Linked DNA regions of Lactuca sativa: region 2 is linked to region 1. A link is a contact called in public Hi-C data. All regions are on one chromosome and are shown on one strand. Each heading gives the region's core, a stretch centred on a gene start, on an enhancer-like site or on the middle of the called end of the contact. The rest is flanking DNA. Distances are from core to core; before and after follow the strand shown. Region 1 holds the start of LOC111899376. Region 2 holds the start of LOC111899378 (ankyrin repeat protein SKIP35-like).

Evidence for each region. A called contact is a pair of places that touch in the nucleus more often than the background predicts.
Region 2: a Hi-C map of leaf shows a contact between it and region 1, with 4 times the contacts expected there. The contact joins the promoter of LOC111899378 here to the promoter of LOC111899376 in region 1. A contact is called at or near these places in 2 of 4 Hi-C or Micro-C datasets (both in leaf).

What each region holds. Positions count from the first base shown.
Region 1 is chr1:99,072,344-99,078,560 of Lsat_Salinas_v11, reverse strand. It overlaps LOC111899376, which reads left to right and starts at 3,889. Exons shown (of 4, transcript XM_052771742.1): 1 at 3,889-4,154; 2 at 4,716-5,773. The coding sequence starts at 4,805.
Region 2 is chr1:99,287,611-99,293,827 of Lsat_Salinas_v11, reverse strand. LOC111899378 (ankyrin repeat protein SKIP35-like) reads left to right here and starts at 3,555. Exons shown (of 5, transcript XM_052771749.1): 1 at 3,555-3,743; 2 at 3,858-4,060; 3 at 4,136-4,974; 4 at 5,063-5,495; 5 at 5,588-6,217. The coding sequence starts at 4,379. It overlaps LOC111899490 (U6 spliceosomal RNA), which reads left to right and starts at 2,432; the gene lies at 2,432-2,534.

The DNA.
Region 1 (6,217 bases), core at 2,640-5,139:
TATTTTGATACGTATGCCCCAGTTGCTAGGATTAGTTCTATTATAACTCTCATAGCAATATCATCTTTTAAAGGATTGTACATTCATCAAATGGATGTGAAGACAACCTTTCTAAATGGTTATCTCAAGGAGGAGATTTACTTGGAGCAACCTAAAGGTTTCGTGATACCTGGACAACAAAACAAAGTATGTAGACTTGTTAAATCCTTGTACGGGTTAAATCAAGCTCCCAAACAGTGGCATGAGAGATTTGACTCCACTATAACTGCTTTCGGATTCCAGCATAATAGTGCTGACAGGTGTATTTATTCTAAATGCTCTTCCGAATACACATTTGTTATATGTCTTTATGTTGATGATATGTTGATCATTGACACTCACCTATAAGGTATTATTGAGACGAAGAAATACATATCCTCGAATTTTAAGATGAAAGATCTTAGAGAAGTTGATAGAATTCTTGGTATCAATGTGAAAAGGACAGGCGGTCAGATTTCTCTAAGTTAATCTAATTATATAGAGAAAATTCTGACAAAGTTTCAAAACTTGAACATTAAGGAGTTTAACACTCCCTTTGATTCAAGTGTGAAACTAAATGTGAATTCTGGTCGAGCAGTGGCTCAACTGGAATACGCAAGCGCAGTTGGAAGCATGATGTATGCTACACATTGCACTCGACCTGGCATCACATTCATTGTAAGCAAACTTAGTTAGTATACTGTCAATCCAGGGACCGAGCACCGGAAGGCAGTGGGTAGAGTACTGGGATACCTGAAAAGGACAAGTACTTTTGAGTTGACGTATTCATCATCTAACAAAATACTTGAAGGTTATTTCGATGCTAGCTGGATTGATCACACTAGTGATTCAAAATCCACAAGGGGTTGGAGTTATACTATAGCTAGTGGTGCTATTTCTTGGGCGAGCAAGAAACAGACATGCATAGCTCATTCAACGATGGAAGCAAATCTAATTGCCTTAGAAGCATGCAAAGAGGTAGAGTGGATTCGAGATCTACTTATGGATATCCATCTGTGGGATATTCCAATGCCTTCTATACTTATGTACTGTGACAGTGAGGCCACAATGTCTAAAGTATATAATGTGGTATATAATGGGAAGTCGAGACATGTAAGTTGGAGACACAATTTTGTAAGACAACTAATTGAAAGTGGTACCATCAAGGTTGTCTATGTCAAGACAAGTAGGAAATTGGAAGATCCGTTTACCAAACCTCTGATGAGAGATTTGGTTAGATCTACCACGAGAGTCATGGGTCTAAAACTACAATAAAATCTCTTGGTGATGGAAACCCAACTTGACATTAGTGCTCCTAATTCTCAATTTTAAAGGGTAACAGTGAAGTCACTAACGATAGAAGGTACTATCATTAATGATAGATCCATGTGAGGTAGGATAGTATGTCGTTGCCGAGAATGAGGTTGAGTTATGACTCTTAACAAAGTTTTGGAGACATCTAACCAACGAAGATGCTATAAAACTTTGCCTATATGATCTAGAGGTGGCGCCGCCTTAAGTGAAGATCAGTGGTTTATCTTCTAAAGGGTCATAAAAAGGGTTTATAGCGCATGACCATATTAGCGCTCAGGGAGAACACAAAGACGACTTGTGATGTGTGGGGGTAAACCAGAGAGGTCATTAAGGTTCGTGGTTTAAACCTATAAGGATACCATCAAATCGGTCTCTTCTTGTTTGTTCTCATTAAACTAAGGTTTAATCTTCGTGACACCTAAGCGACATCATATGTCTGAGTGAAAGGAAACTTTCCAACTTGGTGGGGGATTGTTGGAACTTTATATATATATATATATATATATATATATATATATATATATATATATATATATAAATGAATTGCAAGTTGGTATTTTCCTTTGTATCCCACATTGGTGGGAGGAAGAAATATTTGTGGGTTTATAAGCTTATTCCCTCCATAGGCCATCAAAGGCTTTAGTGGATCAAAGGAATGGGCCAAGCCCACACGTGCGCCTAGCCTAGCCTAGCACTAGCCAACGCCGCGAGTGCGCGAAATGGCGCGATTTAGGTGCACGACGCATTGGTCGCTAGGAGCCAAGGAGCTTTTATTTTTGACGAGTTCGGGTCAAGCCGATTTGACCGTTCCGGTCAATGGTTGACCGCCGTTGACTTCATGGAGGACAAGTGCGAATTATCTAGAAGGATCAGGAAACAACTTGCTTGGAGAGCAAGTCGTTGCCCTAGGGTTTCTAGGGGCCGACCTATGAGGGCCCGTTTCATGCCTTCTAGGGTTTCGACACCTATAAATATTGATCCTTAGGAGCCGTATTTGACACACACAAAAATTCGAAGCTCTCTCCCTCTCTGTGTGATTTTCTTCAAGTTTCCGAGTATTCACTTTGTGTTTATCGATTTCCAATGTTGTTGGATAATCGATAGATCTGCATTAAATCCTGGGGTTTTACTTTGTTGCTTATAGCCAATAGAAGCGAAGTAAAAACCTTTAAGGACAGGAGTCCGATCCGTGTAGTTATTCCACGTCCAAGATCAACCGTCAATAGGCTGGGAGCCGAGGAGCTTTTATTTTTGACGAGTTCGGGTCAAGCTGATTTGACCGATCCGATTAATGGTTGACTGTCGTTGACTTCATGGAGCACAAGTCCGAATTATCTGGAAGGATCAGGAAACAACTTGCTTGGAGAGCAAGTCGTTGCCCTAGGGTTTCTAGGGGCCGACCTATAAGGGTCGTTTCATGCCTTCTACGGTTTCAGCATCTATAAATACTGATCCTTAGGAGCCGTATTTGACACTCACGAAAATTCGAAGCTCTCTCCCTCTCTCTGCGATTTTCTTCAAGTTTCCGAGTATTCACTTTGTGTTTATCGATTTCCAATGCTGTTGGATAATCGATAGATCTGCATTAAATCCTGGGGTTTTACTTTGTTGCTTACATCCAATATAAGCGAAGAAAAAACCTTTAAGGACAAGAGTTCGATCCGTGCAGTTATTCCATGTTCAAGATCAACCATTAATAGGTCGGTTTTACATTATTGTTTTGTTTTTTAATTTCGTCCAACAGGATACTCTCCTTCTACCTTTATTATAGTCAGATCTAATCGAGAATGATCAATCTAGTTTCTAGACGAAAGTTGGTAATCATATTAATAATAATTGAATCTATTATTCGCAACTAATCGACATATAATTCTCTATATTATTTGTCTGTTTCCTTACTTGTCTACATGCACTTTACTTGTACATAAAATATCGAACCATTAAATTTAAGGTGTTGTTTTTTTAAAAAAGGTCGGTTTGACCCTTTAGTTCCTTTTCTTTACTTGCTTGCCCTTAGCTATCCTATAATTGCAACATTGGTCTTTTACTATTTTATCTTTACTTGGTTGCTTTTTTTCCTTCCATACTTATCTAAAATTTAATTTGCATTAACTACATTAAGTTAATAAACATTTTGTAGCAACCTACTTACCTTCCAAAGTTCATATCAATCATTCTTTATACATTTTAACAAGCAAAATTGTGAAATACTCTACAAAACCAAAAAAAAGGTTATATTATAGAAGAGACCATTTTAGTGATTTTGCAATTCACAAAAACCAAATTGAGAACCATCCTATCTTTTTATTACAAGATCAAAGGTAGTCAATTCAAATTTATTAAATGGGTATTTTTATGATTAGTCACATCTTTAAATATAAATATCAAAATTGTCATTTAATAACATTAACTAATACTTTATTTCTTTCCAAATTTAAAAAATTATTCATTATTCCAACCACCACCTAATCACTTCTCAAATATTTATACAAAAAAAAAAAAAAAAAAAAAAAAAAAAAACGTACTATTAATTTATTTGGTCCTAAATTTTCTTTTGCTCGTTGCCTTTTTGAATGAACCCCCTCGCAATCGGTAAAAACCCCAGGGTTGTCTGCAATTCCCCAAATCGCACCTTCTCTCTCCCACTACTCATTTTCAGTGAATCAGGCGCTCTTGCTCCACCGAGATCGGCGACTACTAACCGCCGTCAATTCTGCAGCCGTGTGAGAACTCAGGCAAGGCGGTGAACGTCTACTGATGGTACTGATGTTACTATCCTGATGTCGGCTCCTATGCTCTTCGATCTCTTTTTACATTTCTTGGTAACATCACGTACTCAGTAATTGCTTTTGCAATGTGAATTTACTGAATTGTGTTGTTTAGCTGAAGCATAATTTAAAAGTTAATACTTTTTTCTTCGCGTTTAGGTTAGCTTTTAATAGGTGTTGAAGCCTGTTAGAATTCATTGTTCGATTGTCATTATGGATTTTCCTTAGTTGATTTAGGATTTTTCCTTTTCTTTTGTTATTCTAGATTTGTGACATTTTTCTATTTGTAAACTGTGATTTAGACATGGTTTTTGGGGGAAATCAACATGAAAGTTCACCATTTGTTAAAATTATCTTCTTTTTGAACTTTTTAACCCTAAAGCTCATCATATGGATCTGAAACTATGCAGATGTGTTTTGATGGCATTTGCAAATCTTAGATGGTTTGCTTTTACTTTGACATAATGCTTAGAATATCTCCATCTATCATGTTCTGTATCACTGTATGGTTTCAGTTTATTAGCTATCTGTTCATATGGAAGTAAAAGACACTTATAGTTCATGATAAGATCATAAGCTCATAAGCTCATATGATTATACCTCTTTGCAATGCAGTGTACATTTGGTGGTTTATGAGAAACTAGAAAGTAACTTCATGGTAACAGAATTCTGACTTTCTGAGTAATCAATTCAAGTCAATAAGCATGGAAAAACACATCCCAGATTGCCCATACCCCGGATGCTTTTTCTGTGTCATGAAAGAAGGAAACCCAAACAAACGAAGAGCAAGCATCATGAAGTTTTTCAGAGAGCTTCCTTCACAAGATGATGATGGTCAAGTTCTCCCAATAAGTGGCCTTTGGAACACAGCCATGGCACATCCTAATGATCCAGAGTTCATAGAATTAGGTATCTTTGAATGCATGTCAGCTCTCATTTGGAAAGGCTTAAAGAATCGCAGATGGCTATCTCATGATCAAAACATCTACATCCCTTATTATGCTGCACATATAATCGGATCATACACCATGAACATGGAAGATTTTGCAGAAACTGCAGTGAATGCAGGGGTAATCCCACCTTTGGTTGAACTTTTGAGAGGCAGATTAACTTGGGTTGAACAAAGAGTTGCTGTAAGAGCTTTAGGACATTTAGCTACATATGCAAGCACATTCCCTGCTGTTTCAAGTCATGGAGAGATTCTTGAACTTTGTATACAATTAGCAATGAGTTCACTTGAGATTGTTTACTCTCACTTTTATCAGTATGCTGACAGAAGACTTAGTTACCATTGTGATCTTTTGACACGTGGCATGGGTGGTGTAGAGATGGAATCAAGGAAAGCTGAGGAATGGGCTAGTCAATTACAGTGTTGGTCTCTTCAACTTATAAATTGTTTTGCTTTTAAGCCTGAGTTTCTTTCTACAATATGCAAACCTGAGTTTCTTGTGAAACTTCCTGGAATGTGGGGTGGACTTGTGAATGAAAATTCACCAGCAGGTATTGGGTTATTGAGAACAATTTGTCATCATAAATTTGGAAGAGGACCTGTTAGCAGTTGCCCAGGGGTAATTGAGTCATTATGTAATATTGCACGATCTTCAGATGACTGGCAATATATGGCTATTGATTGTCTTCTATGGTTGCTTCAAGATCCTAATACCTTCCATAAGGTAATATCTAATAAACTTAACAAGATAAAATTTAACTCATTTATAATTTATTATTTTATCCAGGGCAAATTACAAAAAAAGAAAAAAACATTATAATTTGGGCAGTATTACGGTTTATCCACTAATACTTTTATCATTTTCTAATCAAACCATACAAGTTTCATTCATTTTCCAAATTAACCATTTTGAAATGTTATATCAGGTCAAAATGGTAAATTCAGAAGAAAAAAATTCTGAAACTTTTATGGTTTGATTGGAAAAAGATAATGTATAAGCAATAAAACCGCAAAATCGCCCAAAATTTAAAGTTTTTTTTTATTACCTGTAATTTTCCCTTTTGTTTATATTCTAACCATTTTTTAGTACTCTAAATATATATAACTGATTTTTATTTTTGTTTATTTCAATATATTTAGTGTTAATCTCATAAAAGACCTTATATTT
Region 2 (6,217 bases), core at 2,306-4,805, 220 kb before region 1:
GCTATGCGCGACGGTCCAGTAAGGTTGAAGGCTCATTTATGCATGTTGTAATATGTTCTGTTTGTGTGTGGTACTTTGGGAGAACTCACTAAGTGTTGGCTTACGGTTTAAGTTTCGTGTTTTAGGTACTTCAGATGATCATGGGAAAGCGAAGGCATGATCGTGCACATCCTTCTGGTTTTATGTTATTGGATTATGGAGATACTATGATTTGTGATTATTGCTTTTGAGAACAATGTTTTTAAACAATTATGGTTTTTGGTTGAGTTTTAAAAATGAAAATTTTACCCTGATTTTTAGGATGTTACATATTTGTTTACATATTGTGTAAACAATAATTATTTAGTAGCTCGTAATGCATACGAAAAACAATTACTATATTCAAAGATTTTATTTATTCGATAAAATGTATAATTATTATTATTATTATTATTATTATTATTATTATTATTATTATTATTATAATTTCTGGTTGTTCAGTAGTTTAGGTTTGAAAAACGACAATATGGGTAACACTGTCAGAAGTTGGTCAAAGTTAGCGGGATTTGGGTGTGCTATAGTCCGTAATTTGCTGCAGTCCTTGATGAATTTTTGGGTTCATCTTTTCATTTTCATGGTAACCAATACATAAACCGAAAGCAAAAAAATGACAAATTCATAATAAATTGTAAGGTATCACATTAGAGTGTACAAATTACTTAGCTTGTGTCTCCAATAATCTTCCGTTGGTCTTCAAATCCCTTAACCTTCTATTGGGTTCAGTGATCAACCATCTACAATGTACAAATATGATCAAAGTTCTAAAAGCTCGTCATGACGTGCCATGGCTCTAAGACTTGTACTGGACAACAAACTTTAACAAAATGTTGTCTTAAGTCATATATGTATATAAAAATGAATAATAGTAGAAAAAATCTATAAAATTATTAATTATATACAATATAAAATTGCCACCTTTTGTTACATCTTACAAACTATGTGATTCGTAAAAGCTTAAAGTTTGGCATTGCCGCCAAGTCATGTCTAACGTTATTTAAAACACTAGGTATGATCAAATCAAATCGTATGTGAATAAAGTGGAGTCATCGTCCCTAATCGTTTGTTCAAAACTTTAAGCATATAATACAAACTTCCTCGATCCACCACTACCTAAACTCAATATGATATCAAGGGGTATAATATAAGTTTTTAATGATAACAATTAAAAGGATATACTAATCAAATCATTAAAATAATAATTTAAAATCATTAAATATGTTTAAAATAACAAGTTTATGATAAATATGATATTTTAAAGTTTATGAGATAAATATAAGATTTTAATACTTAAAAATTATATCTATGTATTATTTCGAATCAAACCCTTAGTCCATTCTCTTTTACTCCTTCTGTAAACATGTATTAATAAAATTTTATATATCGATTTTAAAGCATGAAATACAACATAAAAGGTTTTATCCATGTTCTTGTGTCGATACATTTAGAAATTTAATTATTTATGAAAATATCATAGCTATTATTGATTAGATAAATTTTTATATGTTAAATAATTATTTTAAATTATTAACATGTAATATGGTCGTTTCTGATGTCAATGTCATCTTCAATTATTTAAAACGCAAAGTAATAAATAATACAATTAAAACTTTTATTTAATTAGATTTATAGTTATTAATATCACTTTAATATTAAATTATTTAACATGACTTCATTTCATGTACATGTAACCTACAAAATTTCAAGAATACGCAACTAAAGTCAAACCTAATCACTATCGTTTTCCTTTTATTAATATATGAAATATATGATTGATTAAAATCATCATCAAATAAAATAAATGTCACATAAATAGTAAAATTCATATCAAACATGAGAAAACAAATAACGTAAACAACAAGAAAATCGTTTAAAAGAAGCAAAAAGAACAAAAGGATTTATATCCCCCGTAAACTATTTATAGGACCACATTATTAAAAAAAAATAGTTTTAGGGTACACAGCCGTACAATTTTTAAGATTTCATTTTTAGTTAAAAAAAATGGATAGTGACTTAGTAGGATAATTTGGTTTTTAGTTTGTCCGTATTAAATCACTAAGGTTTTTTTTGTGCGTATTAGACCAATATGATTCTTATTACCGTTTATAAATAGTAATTTTTACCGGTTTCTTTCTATTTAACCCGTAAAAATGACTATTTGTAAACGGTAATAACAATCATATTGGTCTAATACGTACAAAAAAAACCTTTGTGACCTAATACGGACAAACTAGAAACCTAATTACCCTCCTAAGTCATTAACCTTAATTTTAAAGACATTGAGAATATATGATCATCAACAGTAAACTAGTTCGTTTAGAACTCGTGTCGTCTCATATTGACTAGAAGAAGAACCTGCTACTCATCTATATGACGAAGCTTTTCATTTATAGTCGTCGTTTCGGGGACATCCGATAAAATTGGAAAGATACATAGAAGATTAGCATGACCCATGCGCAAAGATGACACACACAAATCGAGAAATGGTCCAAACTTTTTTTAAACCCTTCGTCGTCTTTGCTGTTTATACAATAATTGATAATAGACATCCTTTACAAGTCCTTGTTGGTTTTATATTTCCATTCGTTATCAAATGTAGACATTGATGAGAGGTATCAAAGTGAGATTGTTTTTGTACATATGGATGTGTTCATGTAAATATTTAAATGACAAAAAAGAAGTTATTGATAAAATGTTGCATATTTATGTAATGAAGATCATCAATCATATGAATTTTTGGACTTGGAAATTCTGGAAGATTTGTGTGATAAATTTAAATGGAAGCAACTATTTCCAGTCAAACAAGTCGGTCACATTGATTAGTAAGCATGTTTTCTAAATAATTAGGGTTAATGACTTAGGAGGGTAATTAGGTTTTCAGTTTGTCTATATTAAGTCACTAAGGTTTTTTTTCTGCGTATTATACCAATATGGTTGTTATTATTGTTTAGAAATAGTCATTTTTATTGGTTAAACATGAAGAAACCGGTAAAAAAGACTATTTCTAAACGGTAATAACAACCATATTGGTCTAATACGCACAAAAAAAACCTTAATGACCTAATACGAACAAACTGGAAACTTAATTACCCTCCTAAGTCATTATCCCTTAAAAAAACTTGAAAAGCTTCGATATGTAATATGTTTAACTTAAACAAAAAACTTTTTTTATATTTTTTCAAATTGACTTATATATCTTTTTTTAAAATTATATTCTGTTTAAAATTTAAAAATATCATAATCTTATATATTTTAAAAACTTTTAACTAATTTTATTAAACATTAATATATAAATAAAAATTACAACTTTTATCTTTAAATCGGTAACTGCCAACTAATTTTATCAAAAACTTTTTTAAGTTCTATTCAATCAAAATGAATGATATTCCAATATAAACGAATGGACCAAATAAACCCTGTGGTTTAAATTTTTTCAAACCAGACAACAAATTTACAGACTTCTCAAATTCACCACATATATTCTTTCAAGAAACCAAAAAAACCTAAAAAGATGTATTAACGTAGAGAGAGAAAGAAAGAGAGAGGGGGAGAGAGAGAAGAGAGAGAGAGAGAGAGAGCAGTGGGGAAAGGTAAAGGTGAGGCGAGAAACTCATTTGCAGAAATACCATCCAGCCAAGGTGACTCTCTCTCACACACACGCACTCTCCTTCGACCCTAATCAATCAATCGGTCGATCGATCGATCAGGTTTGTTGTTAATTGTTATCACTAATCTAATCATCTATGCCCATTTGTTTTTTTTCATCCATCTTCTCAACTTTCCTTTTGAGAACTTTTCGTTTTTGGTGTCTATTCTTTCAGATAACGGAACCCAGATTCTTGTGGTAGTTCGGGTGTTCTTGGATTCCATGTTTACGGACGATGATTGTCGGTAATTGGTAAGATAAGGTTGGGACTTGACCGGGTTTTCTGGATTTTATGATGTTTTGGATTTCTTTGCTTGTACCCTTGAAGCCCCTTGTGTGATAAGTTCTAAATTTAGGGAAATTGTTTCTGCGTATGGGGTACAACTTACAACCATCTCTTTTTTCTACAAATTTGACGATGCGTTTAACCTAGATCGTTCCGTGAACAAACAGGAATCTCGAACCGATTTGGGTTTCGTTTTCGCTGAGCGTAAGATCGATTTCCGGATCTCTTTAGTTGTTGCCAGCTGTTTATTGAGATAAGCTCGAGGGAAATAAATCAAAATCAAATCTGTTACATCTGCGATTGTTTATCGGAGAGAAAAACAATCAACGTTTGGGATGCATCCTGCTGCTGCTTCAAGGGATTGATTTTACCATCTTCAAGCTGTTAATCGATCAAGAGCTTTTAGAAAAATGGATAAAAAGAAAGTTGTGGCAGCCGTGGGAGATGAGGAAGCCTTATTTTTGATAGGAAATCATACAAACCATGAATCTGATGAGATGGAAACCGATGAAACTAGAATAGAGACTCAAAATAACGATACTGTAACCTGCAAATCAGACGACAGGGATGATGAAAACGTGGTGTTCTCAAAAGAATCATCACCTCTTGTAAGTAAATCCACCTTGCTCTCAACAGATTCTGGAGCTATAAAATTTGAAAAATGTTCACAAGAGAAGAAACTTAGTAGACAAGATAGGATTGAATTGGGGCGATTGTTTCAAGGTGCAGTGAGTTCCCATGATTGGGAACTTGCAGAAAGTTTGATCTCTTTAGCAGATCCACAAACACTTAATGATGCTCTCTGCATTTCACTCGATTCAATTTGGTTTTTAAGCACCCATCATGAACTCGATGGAATCACTGCTTTAATCAAAACCATAATCTCCAATGGTGCTTCTGATTTCACAAGAGCAGCATTAAGAACTTCCTTCTTAGCTTCATGTGTTTCCGCCTGTCAAAGCCGCACTATGAGCCTTGCAGATACCGTATCCGTAATGGCAAAACGGTAATTTTCTTTTCCCCTTCCTCTTCCTCTTCCTCTTCCTCTTCACCTTTTCTGTTATTTAATCGATAACACCCTGATTTTTTTTTAGGTTACATGAACGATTACAGGAGTGTAATGGGGATGAAGTGTTGAAAGCCGAAGCTGGTGCTAAAGTCCAGAAGTTCACGGAATGGGCATTGAAATGTATAGGATTCCATTCCCGTTGTCAAGGGAACAAAGACAGAGTGAATCAGAATTCCGCTGCTCAAGTTCAATTACAGTTGTCAGCTTTCAAGACTTTCTTGGATCTTGCTGGGAATCATTTAACAGGGAAGGATTTCACAGAAGCATTCGATGCAGCTTGTTTTCCTCTTACTTTATTTTCTAGTTCTTTTGATCCTGGTTGGGCATCAGGTATGTCAGCAACTGCAATTCAAGGGTTGTTGGCCATGTTAGTAGAAGGAGGCGCCGATAATGTCAATCAATGCTTTCTTGAAGCTTCAAGATTCGGAAGCACAGAGCTTGTTCGCATCTTATTGCAAGTAAGTTTTTTTTTTTTTTTTTTTGGATGGAATGGAATCAACGATTCCATTCCATTCTTATCCGATTCCATTCCGATGACTTTCTATTCCAGATTGCTCAAAGAAACAGCTTGGATGTAGACGTTGATTTAGCCCTAGGATTCGCCTCCCACTACTCAAAAATCTCCACCATGGAATGTCTAGTGGAAGAAGGAAACGCGATGGCTTTCCTGGGCCCACTAATGAGAGCCGCCGAACGCGGTTGCATGCAGGTGGTCCAGTGGTTCGTGAAACGAGGCTGCCGGGACATGGAACTGTGTCTAGCCCTTACTGCCGCCACCTCCTCCAGCCAAGTCGACATCGCCGCCTATCTCCTCCCTCACGTCCCCCAACACGTCCTAGCGGCACTCAGCATCGAAATCCTCAAAGCCGCCGGAGAACGCTCCGGCGGCTCCCTCGAAGGTGTCGCCTTCCTCCTCCAATCCAATTTCCTCGGCGACCCTGCCGCCACGTACGCGGTGGCGGATTCGATTTCGCGGTCGGATGACGACTCGGTGGCGCCGGAGCTCCGGGAGTTTTTACAGGAGGAGTGGTCGGAGGCGGCGTTTTTCGCCGGAGTAAGCTCCGGCGAGGTTCATTACTTTAATTTTGTTAGTATTTCAAAGTGGGGTGAGTCTCCGATCAGTTTGATGGATTTACCGGGGCCTTTGAGGGTGGCGATTGCGTATTTACCGCTGTATAGG